2 separate regions of the Drosophila melanogaster genome follow, and region 2 is linked to region 1. The links are chromatin contacts, called in public Hi-C maps. All regions are on one chromosome and are shown on one strand. The core of a region is the stretch at or near the end of the contact, and the rest is flanking DNA. Distances in the headings are between cores, read along the strand shown.

Region 1 (4,877 bases), core at 1,065-3,564:
TCGATTGCTATCCTTCAGCAAATCGACACGAGCATTCGCGAGTGCCAGGCGCTGATCCTGGCCCCCACTCGCGAGTTGGCCACGCAGATCCAGCGCGTGGTGATGGCGCTCGGCGAGTACATGAAGGTGCACTCGCACGCCTGCATTGGCGGCACTAACGTGCGCGAAGACGCCCGCATCTTGGAATCCGGTTGCCATGTGGTGGTGGGCACTCCTGGCCGCGTCTACGACATGATCAACCGCAAGGTGCTGCGCACCCAGTACATCAAGCTGTTCGTGCTGGATGAGGCCGATGAGATGTTGTCCCGCGGTTTCAAGGATCAGATCCAGGATGTCTTCAAGATGCTGCCCCCAGATGTGCAGGTCATCCTGCTGTCCGCCACCATGCCGCCGGATGTGCTCGAAGTGAGCCGTTGCTTCATGCGTGATCCCGTCAGCATCCTGGTTAAGAAGGAGGAACTGACCCTTGAGGGTATCAAGCAGTTTTACGTCAACGTGAAGCAGGAGAACTGGAAACTGGGCACCCTTTGCGATCTGTACGATACGCTGTCCATCACCCAGTCGGTAATCTTCTGCAACACCCGTCGCAAGGTAAATTCACTCATTCTTATAATTGTGTGAAGCTGGATTAGTTTCAATCGCAAAGCCGATAAGTTGCTAACAAAAATGTCTACCCATTCTTCAGGTGGACCAACTGACCCAGGAGATGTCTATCCACAACTTCACCGTCTCGGCCATGCACGGCGACATGGAGCAGCGTGATCGCGAGGTCATCATGAAACAATTCCGTTCGGGCTCGTCTCGTGTTCTGATTACCACTGATTTACTGGCGCGCGGTATTGATGTGCAGCAGGTGTCGTTGGTCATCAACTATGATCTGCCCTCGAACCGCGAGAACTACATTCATAGGTAAGTGCTCACCACCTCGCCCCTGAATCTACTCAGCTATGTGCTATACTAAACATGATACCATCACTTTCAATCTATTTCAGAATTGGTCGCGGTGGTCGTTTCGGTCGCAAGGGTGTTGCGATCAACTTTATTACAGATGATGATCGACGAATCCTTAAGGATATTGAACAGTTCTACCACACAACAATTGAGGAAATGCCTGCTAATATTGCCGATTTGATTTAAATTTTTTCTGCTGAGCCGCAAAACAACTAAGAAAGAATTCTAAACAAAAAGTGAGTGAGCAAAACAGCAAACAAGAACTGCGAAATCGATAACCGAGCGCAACTATAAATTATTCAAAGATCAACAAGTCAAGTTAAATATTTATTATTCAAATATTAATTCGAAAAGGCAGCCGACCGACCACCCAAAAAAAGGACTAAACCAGGACAGAGCAGCAACATCTTCAGCAGCGGCGCAGCAGCAGTAACATCAGCAGCAGCGGAAGCGGCAGCAACACCACCACCAATTGCCGATTAGCCGGAACCCCTCTGTATCCATTTAGTTCTCTGTGTATCATCAATTTTAAAACTGCGTTGTCAACCAGCAACAACAAATATATACAAATATATAAAAAAAAAAAAACAAAACTTAAAACAACATTTGCATCTATCTAAAAAAAGTAATATCTGAAACCAGGTACAAGATACCACTTGCTAAGAAGAGCGAGGAACTAAACGCAAAAGCCACAATATCAGAACACCTTTTTGCCGCACCTTTGTTTTAGCTTTTTCTAGAACTATTGATAAAAATATATTAAAACAAAACAAAATACATATGTACACATTATGTTTAAATATACCACTCCTAAAAAACAGCTGACAACCGAAGCAACATTTTACGCTAAACACGAACACACAGCGAATCCACCCAGATCTATAAATGTATTAACATATAGCTATATATCTTTCGGGGTATGGCCAAAAAATATATGGTTGCCGCTATTGGGTGTATAGCATGAGTTGATATAGCTGTGGATATATACAATTGGGTGGTATTGTAGATTATGTTTAACAAAGCGGAAGTAAATTCCTTATCTCAAAACAGTAGAACGAAAATGGCTGTTTTTGAAAAGTTTTTATGTATCTGTTACGTACGGTTTGGGTTAACCTCATATTAACCCAAACCTTTTTAGCCAATTTCATAAGCTTTCGCTTTAAAACCAGCTCTCTAAGCAAGATGAGTTCCAAAAGTTAAACTAATTTTTTAAAACTTTCAACACCACTCCACTGCATATACTTTTAAAACGAAAGCGCAGTGGGTAAGTTGCATTTCGTTAAGCCTTCACATCAACTTATCGGTTGAAATTCTGATAACAAGCTATCGATAATCTATCGATTCGACTCGCAGCCCTATCACGTCAGGTCATATTAATTTTTCAATCCGCCCAGTTGGATGTTTGGACAGTTTCCTTCCTCGCGCCGGTCGATAATGTTGGCCAACTAACACCGACCTGTAGCACGTCACCCGTAATAACCCATAACCGCAACCAGTCCAAGCATCCAAGATGGGACAGAAAGTTTCGCGCACCGACTTCGAGTGGGTGTACACGGAGGAGCCGCACGCCTCGCGGCGCAAGATCATACTGGAGAAGTACCCGCAGATCAAGAAGCTCTTTGGCCACGACCCGAATTTCAAGTGGGTGGCCGGCGCAATGGTGCTCACACAGATCCTGGCGCTGTTCGTCGTGAAGGACCTGTCGTGGTCGTGGCTCATCGTGGCCGCCTATTGCTTCGGCGGCATCATCAACCACTCGTTGATGCTGGCCGTTCACGAGATCTCGCACAACCTGGCCTTTGGACACAGCAGACCTATGCACAACCGGATCTTGGGCTTCATCTGCAACCTGCCCATCGGGTTGCCCATGAGCATTTCCTTCAAAAAGTACCATCTGGAACATCACCGGTACGTGCCAATCGGTTCGAATTCATACCCTAAACCGCACCCTCACGCACACATGGGCATTAACACTTTTCTCTGGGCAATAGGGCGTAGTCACACAGTAAACAGCGAAAACATCATCCCATTCCGCATTTATCCATTTAAAAGCCGGCTTGTGTTGTTCAACACTGATTGCTCTCCATTGGGTTTCATGTGAATTTTCACCCCGCAAACTTGTGAATCAGTTTTCATGTTGTTCCCTTTTGCCGGGCATCGAGTGCGTCTTAATTGCGCCGATTAGATAAGGTTGTAGTTATATGTGTATCCGAATAGGCGCTCAATTGGTCACGTAGCTCAGTGATTTGCCACTCGACTTCTCGGCTGCAAGTCGCGTTCAGTTGAGTCACTGCTTCGCCTTCCGCAAAAAGTTCCCGAAATATTATTCAAACTAATTTTATGAGTGTTGTTTATGTTTACAGTTACAGTCATTCACTATGTTTCTAGTCGTAGATAGTGTTTATCTTATCGCCCAGGTGCACCATTGGGCGGATCATTGATTGTCGTTCAACAACGTCCCAATCCCAAATGTTCGCTTCTCAGTCCCAACTAAGTCTAAAATAAGTCATGTACGTAAATCATCACAAACTATCTGCATTCTAAAAAAATTATATTGCTAACTACATGCTATGCATACATTGTTCACCGTTCACCAGCTCAATAAACTGTAACGTTTATTTGTCCTTTCAGTTACCAAGGTGATGAGGCAATTGACACTGACATACCCACACTGCTGGAGGCGCGCCTGTTTGACACCACATTTGGAAAATTTCTGTGGGTGTGCCTGCAGCCTTTTTTTTACATTTTCCGTCCACTGATTATTAACCCGAAGCCACCTACACGCCTGGAGATTATTAACACCGTGGTGCAGCTAACTTTCAACGCCCTGATCGTTTACTTTCTGGGCTGGAAGCCACTGGCCTATCTGTTGATCGGCAGTATTCTAGCAATGGGACTGCACCCGGTGGCCGGACACTTTATCTCGGAGCACTACATGTTCGCCAAGGGCTTTGAGACGTACTCCTACTACGGTCCGCTCAACTGGATCACCTTCAATGTGGGCTACCACAACGAGCATCACGACTTTCCGGCGGTGCCCGGCTCCAGGCTGCCAGAGGTTAAGCGCATCGCTAAGGAATTCTACGACACAATGCCACAGCACACCAGCTGGACCCGGGTTCTGTACGACTTCATCATGGACCCAGCAGTGGGACCTTACGCACGCGTGAAGCGACGCCAGCGCGGCCTGGCCTCCTAAGCCATCGATGCTATTCAAGGTTTCCTGCCATGAATGTAATCTCAGCGTTAGACCTAAAACGGCTTTTTTATGTATATATACACCGTAGAGACATTTACAGCGGATGCAGAAGAAATAAGGGGAACAACCACACACATAGCACCAGCTAATCTCTGTGATTAGATAAGGGGCATTCGGACACTTGCAGCGGCTGATATGAACAATTACGTGGATATAGTTTTTGGTATTATTGCTAGAGTGTGAGCTTAGTTAGGTTCGTTGGCCTAACTGAGAGGCACTTTCGAGCGCTTTAATTAATTGTTACCTCATAAATTGGAAAGCCTGTTAAATCTAGTGTGTAATACTTGTCCTATTATACTATTGTCTTAGTATTTTCGATACATATTTATATTGCTTTCAGATCATTTATGTGCAGACACGATTTGGTGTGATCAATCTTAATCCTTATCGCCGCCACCCTGGCCGATAGCAAGCCACTAATCAAGCAACCAACTACTATTTTTGATAGACTCTTGAAACTGTTACCTAAGAATAAAGTCTAAATAATTTGACCGGGGTGGCTGCATGTACAGAATACACTATAAAATTTGTAAGCAAACTAATGAAATAAATAACAACATCGTATTGTAACGACTCTGTGACCAATTAAACTTTTTGAAGCTTGCAAAGTTATTGCTTACGCCGATTGCATGTCGCACGTCAGTCATGTGGGCACAGTGCTATCAAC
Region 2 (4,877 bases), core at 1,593-4,092, 480 kb after region 1:
CCAAAGGAGGCATTACCAGCTATATATAAATGTATATATGTACATACTTTTATATATACTTTTATTTGCACAGCGCGGCAAGCTGCAAATTCGTTGCCGAATCTTGTTTGCTCAGATTGTTATTCGCATTTTCTGCGCCGGGGAGCAGGGACCGACAATAAATATTGAAAGTGTGCTAAAATTACAAACGCAAGGCGATTAAGCCAGCCTCGCCGGAAAACCAGTCGGCGAAAAGAACGCAAGTTTGAACTCGATTCAATTCGGTATTCATGTTTACGCACGCACGCACTCACGCACACAGGCACACACTTGCACGCGTCGATCGGGCGGATAAATGCATTAAGTAATGTCACGATCTGGCTAATTGGTTTCTAAAAGTTTCCAATCCACATTCAAACCGCCTTCAAATCGCAGTTTGGGCGTATGTATATATATATACATGTACATATATATGCACATTCATTCATTTACCCAAATCTATATGGTCAAATTTATGTAGAATTTTTAAAATCAATTTCTCGTTTAACGTGTTTCTCGTTTTTGTTTTGTTTCGGCGCTTTTTAAGTTCCCTCTTCTTGACTTTCATCAAGCGCTCATTGTGATATCCACTGAAACTCCGACTTTAATTATGATTTAGCCATTTGTTAATTATACTACACATATGTATGCGTACTTGAAAGTGAAACAACACACACCAGCCGAACGAAGGAGATCGCAGCTCGAAATCGTCAATTGAATTAAAGAGCTACGACAATCTAAATCCGCGTTCCACTCGCGCACCCGGATTCCGCAGACTCGTCCGGCGCGAGTTTCGACTTCCAACTGGCAACGGAAGTTAGCCACTTGTTGCTCCGAGCCACTCTGTCGGAGCTTTTATCCGCTCCGGAGCTTAAAGCTCTCCAGCGGAGCGGTTACAACAAGATTCAGATGCGAAGTCGGGGGATTTATGCACTCGGGTTCATAATTATGGTAATCCTTGTGGACATGTGTCCTTGTTTTCATAATCAGTACACCTATAAGCATTAAAGTGGTAACTTTAAGCAAAAACTTTCTAATTTGCATAGAAATATTCTGATTCTATATATTGACAGGATACACATCTTTCAGGCCAAAAATATGGTTAGCATTTTGCTTATCGCAGATATAGAATACATCAGTTTGATTAAACAGCATTATACTCGATCCGCGATGATCATTAACACCCTCCAATTTATGGCAGCAAGCCTCTGGTTATAAATCATAATCGCCATAGTTTAAATCAGTGACCAGTTATTATAGGTGCATTATACTTTTAACCTATTGATCTTTAAAATCATGTTAATCCATTATTATAGGATCAAAAATGCAGTAGAAAGCCTTAGGTAAAAGTCGTTGTGGTTTTTGTATACTGATAATAATATGGTCATAAATCAAACAGCTAATTGCATTGTGCAATTTATACAGGTATATTTGTGAAGTAATACCGCCTGCGGTTGTTGCTAAAAGATTCAGAGACGAAACTTAAGGATTAATAGCGCTATATATTCTGTTTATATAGGTGTGAGTCTCTGGGCAGCGTGCAGGTATGTCTGGTCTTAAATCAAATCACAGCTAAATGCATGGGCAACGTTATAGCTAATTGCATTGTCAAAGTCATAGCATTCCGTCCTGTCTATGGCGCAATCTCGCCTAGACCTTCTCGATCTGAACGAATCTCTCGCGCTGATACTGGTCACTGTAGCCGGCGATGAACTTGAGCCGGCCCTCGTACTTCAGATTCATAATGGTCTTCACCATCGGCGGGTGGTCGTTGCCCAGTTCCAGCCAGAGCTTGCCACCGGGACGCAGGTGCCGACAAGCCAAGTCGAAAACCAGTCGAGCCACCCTCAATCCATCGGACCCACCGTCCAGGGCATTAAGGTTCTCATACCTGGGGATATAAGATAGTTAGTGCACTGCATCCATCTGGTATAACATCACTTACACCACGACTTCGGGATGCAGAAACTGAAACTCCTCAGTTTTCACATACGGAGGATTGGAGATGATCAAATCGTACTTCTTGTCCTTCAGCGCCTCCGGCAGGTACTTGTCCTCCTCCATGGTGTGGTTGTGTACCTCAAATCGATTCAGCAGCCCCAGCATTTTGGCATTCTCCGCAGCCAGAACGGTTGCCGCCTTGCTACGCTCAATGGCAGTGGCCACCACCTGCGGCAGACTGTGTAGCATGGACAAGGACATGGCGCCCGAGCCGCAGCCCACCTCCAAAAGATCGACGTGCTTTGCGTTCTTGTGATCATCGATCACCAGGCGCATAAACTCCTCCGTTTCGGGGCGTGGAATGAAGACCGACGGCGATGTCTTCAGCGTAATGTCCATGAAGTCCCACTCGCCAATGATGTGCTGCAACGGCATGCGGGCACAACGGGCCTCCAGGAAGCGCTCGAAATCCGCCAGCTGGCCGGGATTTAGCTGCAGCTGGTCAAATGAGTCAGGAACCGAACTCTACGGAACGTAAACATGGTTAGTGATGTTGATAGCCAGCTTTTCTCACAGATACTTACAAACTTCTGCTTCAGGACATGCGACACGATGCATTTCACGTTGAACTTCCTGTCCTCGACGCCGGCGGCCTTGAGCTTTTCCTCCCACTGTCCAATTTCCAGGGCCTTGGTCACGGGAATGTGGGTGCCAGCTGGGGCATTTGTGCCATAGTTGACCTGCTTAAGCAGCCGCGAGGTCGGGCCCATTGACCGTGTCAGTTGTCTGAGCATTATTTCACTTATTATCTAATTGCTATTGATTAACAACAAAATTTTGACGACCCACTGCCTGCAGTTCGTTCCAGCGTGACCGTTTCTCGACCGTTACAATAAACCAGTGGTCGATATTTGAAAAGTGTTCACGCTTCAAGTGTTACCGTAGAGCGGAATAGTGTGACTTAATTTTCGAGTTCTTGGCGGAAAATTTAAACATGCAACATAATTAGGTTGTTCCAATTAAATGGAAAAGCAATATCAAGTGTTCACGCACTGATTGCAGTCGGCCCTTTTTGTTTATTGTTGCGGAAATAGGTCTATTAAGCATAACAATATGAAAAGGGGGAGTTATAATGGTGAATTATAATAATATATGTATGTATGTACATGAATAAAATAACTGTAAGAGAAAGTAGCAAAGCTCGTTAAGCTTTTTAATACTTTTTTTAAGAATATTCCTGACTAGCTTGGTCTAGTTTAATGTAAGTCCCTAGTCTGAAACGTAGGAAAATAGCTAAACTACTACTGGTCCATCAATAATCAATGCAAATTAGAACTGGTTTGAAGCATATGAGCTCTGACGTCTATATAATATGTAAATTTTATAAGAAACCAAGAGCATTACATAATCAGATAGATAGTTAATATATTCTGAGATATTCTGGATACAAAAATAATGACTTCTTAGCAAAAGAACTTCCAACTAAATGGGTTTACATAGTTAAGGTAACTCTTTTCTTTAGAACTCAAGTTGGCACGAAAACAAGAGGTTTGTTTGCCCAGCAATTGCTTTTATATGATTAGTCCATCCAACAAGACATTTCCCTGATATCTATTTAACAACCTTGTAAATAGAGAATGGCGCTTGTTCAAATATGGGATTGGTCTAGAGTATTTCTGCAAAAGATCCATTGCTTGACCAAGAAGTGAAAATTCAATCGCTTGGCCGTACTAATAATTTTTGTATTTTACAACATATTAAAATATTCATATCATTACATGTTCTATATATTGTATATATTCACATTACGATTGCACAATTATTTCAAAAACGAAAAATAAATCAACGGACACAATAGGTAACAAATTTTTACAAGTCTCCTTTAAGTACTGAAATCAATGGAATTTCCGTGCACTAACTACAGTTTGGGGAATCATAAAGTTCATCAACGGTATACGAAAGATTTACAAATAATCGAAACGACTACTATCCGTCCATCAGTCTATGCGTCCATGCAGATCCCCTACATCTTAAAGGTGTCCGTGCAAGGGATCGCGGCTGTCCCGCAGGTAGACGGGACTGGTGAACGACTTGCCCTCCACATGCGAGGCGAGATTCTCGCCGGCGTAGGTGACGAAGGGCGAGATCTCGCAGACTTCGCCATGCACAATGCCACCGGCGCCTTCGATATACTTCTTGTGCAGGCGATGGAGGTCCGAGCGGGCAGTACTGGGGCAATCCTTGCCAGCTGCATCGGAGTTCTTTAGCGCGCTGAACTCTTCGTCGCGTGGCACTTCCATGGCCACGAACTTCTGGGCGAACTCGAAGACGTCAAAGACAAACTTCTCTATCTTGATGCCGTTCGGCTTGTCGGGCGTTAGACGCTTGCCGGCGTTGTCCACGAAGGGAATCTTCTTCTTGGCCACGTGCAGCTTCAGCTCCTGCTCGTATGTGCTGCCAATCTTCTGCAGGAAGTTCGAGCTGAAGAAGTGATTGCAAATGTTGCCAGCACTGAAGGTCAGCCTGCCGTCTGAATTGCGCATCTCGGCTGTTTTGGCCGAGATTTCGCTGTACTCCACCACCTGGTATTTGCCATCGACAATGGCCACCACGCCCACAGCCTCGTTGGGAGCTGCCTTCTCCACCACCTTAGCGGCGCAGTCGGCCTTCTCCTGCACGCAGTAGCCGATAAAAACGGGATCGGCCACCTTGATCAGGATGTTGTCCACGCTATGGGCATGCAGATATAAGACACCACGCTTCTGCATATCGTCCAGAATCCCCTGGCGCTTCATAGCCCGATAGATTCCTCCGTTGCCGTCCGGCGCACGCGCCACCCGATGCTTTTCGTCCAGAATGATGCGTCCATCGTATTCAAAGCACGGCAGTGATCCCTGCTCGAACAACAGTACGTTCTC

Evidence for each region. Hi-C and Micro-C count contacts between places; a contact is called where the count stands out from the background.
Region 2: a contact with region 1 is called in a Hi-C map of the Kc167 cell line, with 2.7 times the contacts expected there. The contact joins the promoter of HemK1 here to the promoter of ifc in region 1. A contact is called at or near these places in 13 of 107 Hi-C or Micro-C datasets (the Kc167 cell line, the S2 cell line, cellular blastoderm embryo and 4 more) and 1 of 6 datasets of contacts at active chromatin or transcription factors (the Kc167 cell line).

The regions. Positions count from the first base shown.
Region 1 is chr2L:5,984,034-5,988,910 of dm6, forward strand. It overlaps ifc (infertile crescent), which reads left to right and starts at 2,315. Exons shown (of 2, transcript NM_057246.5): 1 at 2,315-2,859; 2 at 3,583-4,821. The coding sequence starts at 2,462. The coding sequence ends at 4,150. eIF4A (eukaryotic translation initiation factor 4A) reads left to right here. Exons shown (of 5, transcript NM_001258978.3): 3 at 1-591; 4 at 686-909; 5 at 993-1,876. The coding sequence ends at 1,137.
Region 2 is chr2L:6,464,856-6,469,732 of dm6, forward strand. It overlaps HemK1 (HemK methyltransferase 1), which reads right to left and starts at 2,843. Exons shown (of 3, transcript NM_135187.4): 1 at 2,544-2,843; 2 at 1,964-2,484; 3 at 1,362-1,909. The coding sequence starts at 2,753. The coding sequence ends at 1,669. mmy (mummy) reads right to left here. Exons shown (of 3, transcript NM_001298744.1): 3 at 3,683-4,877. The coding sequence ends at 3,990. It overlaps Rchy1 (Ring finger and CHY zinc finger domain containing 1), which reads right to left and starts at 814. Exons shown (of 6, transcript NM_135186.2): 1 at 674-814.